Regions from separate parts of the Hordeum vulgare genome. Here region 1 is linked to region 2. The links are chromatin contacts, called in public Hi-C maps. All regions are on one chromosome and are shown on one strand. Each heading gives the region's core, a stretch centred on a gene start, on an enhancer-like site or on the middle of the called end of the contact. The rest is flanking DNA. Distances are from core to core; before and after follow the strand shown. Region 1 holds the start of LOC123403683 (nuclear transcription factor Y subunit A-4-like). Region 2 holds the start of LOC123403633 (allene oxide cyclase, chloroplastic-like).

The links. A called contact is a pair of places that touch in the nucleus more often than the background predicts.
Region 1: a Hi-C map of seedling shows a contact between it and region 2, with 9 times the contacts expected there. The contact joins the promoter of LOC123403683 here to the promoter of LOC123403633 in region 2. A contact is called at or near these places in 2 of 6 Hi-C or Micro-C datasets (leaf and seedling) and 1 of 1 datasets of contacts at active chromatin or transcription factors (embryo).

The regions. Positions count from the first base shown.
Region 1 is chr6H:526,218,010-526,220,709 of MorexV3_pseudomolecules_assembly, forward strand. LOC123403683 (nuclear transcription factor Y subunit A-4-like) reads right to left here and starts at 1,271. Exons shown (of 5, transcript XM_045097597.1): 1 at 1,111-1,271; 2 at 160-266; 3 at 1-45. The coding sequence starts at 1,150.
Region 2 is chr6H:525,912,810-525,915,858 of MorexV3_pseudomolecules_assembly, forward strand. It overlaps LOC123403633 (allene oxide cyclase, chloroplastic-like), which reads right to left and starts at 1,777. Exons shown (of 2, transcript XM_045097556.1): 1 at 1,255-1,777; 2 at 573-1,141. The coding sequence starts at 1,569. The coding sequence ends at 740.

The DNA.
Region 1 (2,700 bases), core at 21-2,520, 300 kb after region 2:
CCAAACTCCAGAACCAGAATCACTGAATGGGTATGAAATGCAAGCCTGAACGATAAGCGGAAATAAGATATCAGTCACAAACCCCAGAACAAAAGAATATGACTGACTCTCTTTAATTTGGTGTTTCCTAACGAAGCTCGGTTCGCTCTGAGTGCTTACCATTGGTTGGCCATAGTCAGTGTTTTGACTTGTAAATACAGAATGCTTTTCCCCAAAAGTCAAAGTTGACCTCATAGAATCGTCAACCGATTTCCCAAAGGAGTCACCTGATGAAAGAGCGCGCTGTATTATTGCTGAATGCTAGATAACCAAATGAATCAACAGTAATGATCCTACAGATCCAGACCAGATAAAAAAAACATACCAGATAAATCAAGTTGTCAATCAGATTATTTACTCCCTCTGAACTAAAACCACGATAAGTATTTTGGAACGGGGAGAGTAATATACTAGCTTCTTGATATTTCTAATGGTAACCAAGGGAAGGTCTAGAACGACATCATAATGCTGTGTGTCCATGTCTTTTTCAGCTTTCACCAAGTGTCAGGAACAGCTAACATGCAATTTCTTCTTGAAAGCTATGCTATCACACTCTGCTTACTGAAATAAAAAGGCCAAAGTAAACAAACACAGGAACTGGTGGGCAAGCTAACTGTTTCTGCTAGCTCTAGTACTAAAAGAAATGAAGGGAGGGTCAATTATAAGCCGGCCAAGCGATAATTAATGGTGATGATGGCGTCCCAATTCCCAAGAACATGCATGTAGACGGAGCTGTCCACGGCGAAAAGTCAAGAACAGCTCCCAGCCCAAATTCACCATTCCATAATCCACAGCACATCAAATTAACAGAGCAACCGTGTGAGAGTGGGAGATCCTCAAGACCAGTCAACTGCATCCATGCCCACCGGCTGACATGCAAACCAAATCCACATAAATAGCATGCAAGATTCTCCCGGCCGCGAAGCACGAAAGAAAGATTCACGCTATGAGACCACAAAACCATCTAGCAAGACGACGTAGGAGGAGAGAAGCAGGCTACCAGCAAAGGATTACCGGCGCCATACATGGCGAAACGATCGAAAAGACCTAGGGGTAGGTAGATGGGAAAACCTTTGGGATCGTAGGAGGAAGACGAAGAGGGGAGAAGCATGGCTCCCACGCGCCTCCTCCCTCCCGTCCTCTCCTAGTCTCTCGGTGCCTCCGCCCCGGGAAGCTAAGCTTGCCTCCTCCGCCGTCCCTTTGCGCTCCCTCTCTGCCCCCCGCGCGCCCCCTCCTCGACCGCGTCACTCCACTTGGGCTACCCCTTTTATCCATTGTTCCAAGGAACACCCTCAGCTCTTACTATTTTATTGCCTCTCCGTGTGTCTGCATCTGTTGCGCCATTTGCACTATTGCATTATGCTGCCCAAGTGGGAGAGAACATTGGCAATAGAATAATGCAAATGGTTTGGCTTACCCCACAGCAAATTCCAAGTCTGCAATGTGCATGAGCTAAATTTTGTTCCAATGTGCATGAGCTGGGTTTTTTAATGGATGACAAGGGAGTGGTTTTACAGTTTAAACCTATGGAGGAAACCAATGTGTTCCCTAGTTCTAGATTACGGGCATATACTATAACATCGTCGAGGACAGGTTAAACCATGATAGAGACAGACATTATCATGACCTTGTGTGCTTGTTGCAACATGTTATTGATTTGCTCGAGAGAAAGTATTGAATGAATTTGTAACCGTGCAAGTTGATGCTAGTGACAACTTAGTGGCGTAGAGACTTTTACTGTCTACTTTACTTTTTACAAAAGTTGTGTATGGATTATATTTTTTTATGAAGGAGAGCGCAATGCTTTTATAGTTTAACTCAAGGAGGGGACCAATTCTTGGGTATGTACAAATGTCATAGTTATTCGCGAAGGTCGGTAGGTTAAACGGTGATAGTGACAGACATTATCATCACGATTTATGATTTCATTGGTTGTTGTTATAGAATTTTGGTTTCCTCAAGTATAAAGTGACATGTAAATTGATAACTGTGCAAGTTGATATGAGTGATAATGTAGCGGCGTGAATATATCTTGATGTTTAATATATTTCTTTGTTTACGAAGACTGGCATAAAAACGCAATGACCAAGGCTAACAATATCATGACCATGCATGATTTGATTGGTTATGAAAACAAATATTTTTTGTCACTGTTTTGTTTAAGAGAAATAACAGGTAAGTTGTTGACAATGCAACTTGATGCAAGTGAAAGCATAGTAGCGTAATGGGTTTTACAATGTGTTTTTTTTATGAGTACTGCTCGTAGTAGAGACAAGGCATGTGCGACCTTCTACTCAATGAACCATGCGCCATATAGAAAACACTTAACATCATGTCAGCTTTTATAATTTTGCATTGTTAACTTGTTGCAAATTAGAAAATCAAATGTGTATATCTTTACTTACACGGCTGTCTGAATCATATCACATACTACTTGATCGATAAAATTATTTTTTGACTATATCAACGGTCAGGAAACAAGATAGCCACCTAATATCCCTTTTGCCACAAAAGAGAAAGAGAAGTGGTCCAAGTGCATGTACCCATAGCAAGAAGCATTGTGGATGTCATGCATGCCACTCATCGTAACCAAAGAGGCAGAATATATATATATATATGCACTAAACACCATGACTTGCCAAAAATTCTTGTTGGCAACGT
Region 2 (3,049 bases), core at 527-3,026:
CCTCAATGATGGCAGACCTTTTTTTTCTTTTTTGCGGGAATCAATGATGGCAGACTTGTTTATGTGGAAACGCTAGGAAGCATGGATGTGAAAATATTTTATGCTTTCATCAATCAGGGATGCATACCATGTTCCTTAATAATTGGAATGTTACTTTCGTGGAAATGCTGGGAAGCAGAGTCGTGAAAAATATTTTCTGCTTTCGCCACTACACCAGGGATGGCTGCCTGCATTAGTTTTTCCTCTTTGATTAAGAAAAGGACCATTTGTCCGACGACACGTTGGAGAGAGACAATGATTGTCAGACGTAGTTTTTCTTTTTGATAACGAGAGATGCCTGAATTTGTTGAGATAGTTTATGTGGATTGGTTTGTGTTGTCTGACTTAATCTCAGACAGATTTGTCGTATAGACACTACAGTCTTCATTTTTTAAGGGCGTTTTCTATAGATTATGGAGCTGTTGTCTAGAGATACGCAAATTCAAAGTCTTCATAATTATTTTTTAGTCATAGAACAACTTCCTCCGTTCAGAAATACTTGATGTATCCAGTCCGAAGTGAACTACTAGTAGTAGTAACAAATATGAATATTTTATTGGGAGAAGAATTCATATTTCCGTACAGCACTTGAAATTATTTTGAGCGTGGATTGCAACACACGGAGATTCATTCAACTTGCACGACTGCACGAGCAGTTGGTGTACATAACATAGCTAGGTAGAGTAGATCACAGGTACAGCTAGTCAGTGAAGTTGTTGAGGCATGCGTGTGGCTCGGTGGCCTTGGCGGCGGGCGTTGGCTCGACGGTGGGGGAAGGCGGGACGGGCGTGCAGAGCAGCTCCTTTGGCAGGTCCGGGATGCCCTTGAGGTAGAAAGTGTAGAAGATCTTGAAGGGGAAGACGATCTGGTTGAGCTTGACCTGCCCGTAGACGCCCTCGAAGACGCCGGAGCCTCCTGTGACGGCGAGGTAGGACTCCTCGTAGGTGAGGTAGGGCCCCTGCAGGCTGATGTGGCCGTAGTCGCCGAAGTACATGCTGTAGATGGCCTCGTAGCGGTCGCCGTTGCGCTCCGGCACGTGCTGGATCAGGATGCAGATCCCCGCCGTGATCCCGATCCGCTTGTCCAGGCTCCCGTTGTACACCTGCGCGCACCACGTCGACGCCGCCGGCAAACGACGATGAATCACTCAACGAAGCAGAGGAAGAGGGGCTGAACAGAGCAAGATTCACACCGGCTGGGGGTGACTTGACTGACCTTGTTGGTGAAGGGGACGAGGTCGCCGAGCGCGTTCTGGCTCTGGTTGGCGCTCAGCCGGAGGTAGGCGGGGCTCTCGCGGTCGCGCTCGTTGAGCTCGTACACGTGCAGCTCCTGCACCTTGCTCGGCCGCGCGTCCATGGCCACCGCAGGCTTGGGCGAGAAGAGCGACGCCCGCACGGGGCCGCCGCACCTCCTGCCCGAGCTGACGCTGACCCTGCCACCGAGCCCAGCCCTCGCGGCCCGCGAAGGGGTCAGCTTCGCCGAGACGGACGCGCCGGCCCTGACGGAGACGGAGGAGGGGGGCGCTGCCATGGCGGTGTTGCCTCTTGGTGGTGGTGGCGACGGCTAACCGACGATGATACTCTTGGATCCGATGTGCTTCCGATGTACTACGATGAGCTGGTACGCACCCTTAGCTCTATCTATATTTAAGCAGCAGCAGCAGGAGCACGCCGATTGAGTTGCCTTGGCCGGTTGCGTTAGGTGGTGCGTGTCGCGAGCTACTAGTGCGCCGTGCTTGTTGCTGGATCCATTCAACTTTATTATGGCATGGGTCCTCGTTCTCACTGTTCTAAGCACACCGACCAATAATTCACACGAGGCGAACGTGGTGGGCGACAGCGACACCGCGCTGCCCATCCAGTTCGTTTGCTTCTTGTTATATGAATCCGCAACCTGGAAATGCTCCGTTTTGAATCGTGCTATGCTACGTGTACGGCAATACTCGTAGTCTTGTACTACAACGAGGACCAGAATCCAGCCCCGCGTGCATACGAGTGGAAGCCGGTTGCGTGGTCGTAGGAAGACCAGACGGTAAATGCCGTGCGTGGAGCTGTTTTGTTTGGCCTTTAGCCGAAAGGAAGAACGAACGGCGATTTCGTTTCGGTTGACCCAGCAAACGTTTCGTTTTACCGGCAGCCCCTTCGACTTATTTGTTTTTCTATTTGGTTGTTGCTTTCACGATCGATCACTATGCGCAGTGTTACTATTCATGTGCAATTAGCATTTGCTTTCTTGTTTTTGAAGAGTCGGACTCGTTGGGCACGCCTGGCTTTTTTGTCGCGTTCCTTTGTTTCTCTACCTTCCACATGGATACAAATAATTTGGATCTACTCGTACCGCACCATGTGCCTATTACGATCGGTACCTAGAAAGTTGTTTTCTTGTGAGAAGAGTACTTCACAAACCAATACTAAATAAGGAAAAACGTGCTGATTTCATATCCACAATTTCGACTGGTCATAGCTATGGTATCTTAGCTGCTATTATGCACTCAGAAATAGCAAACACACTGATGTGATAGAGAATTTAAAAAAAAGGCCAGAGTAATATAAATAGATAATGTATTATATCAAATGATATATTACTTTATGGCATTGATGATAAGAAATTTTATATATATATATATATATATATATATATATATATATATATATGATATTATTTTATAATACTTTGTATTATAAATATAATGAGTATTATAAATATAATATCATATAATACTATAATACTCTACATTCATATTCTTTACACTAGTGGTTCACTCCGACTGGATGAGAATTAGAACAAGTCATGTTTTGGACGAATTGCCATGAGAGCAACTCCAACGGGTCGATCTAAACGGGCGACGAATTTGTCCGTTTTTTGTCTGTTTGGCCGTCCTGTTTTAGATTTGAGTCGGCGGTGCGCCAAACGCGTCGACTCATTTCATGTCCGCAATGAACATTTAAAAAAAAAGGCACGCGGTCGATCATGCCAGCGGCCATGTTTCATGCTAGCACCATGTCAGCGG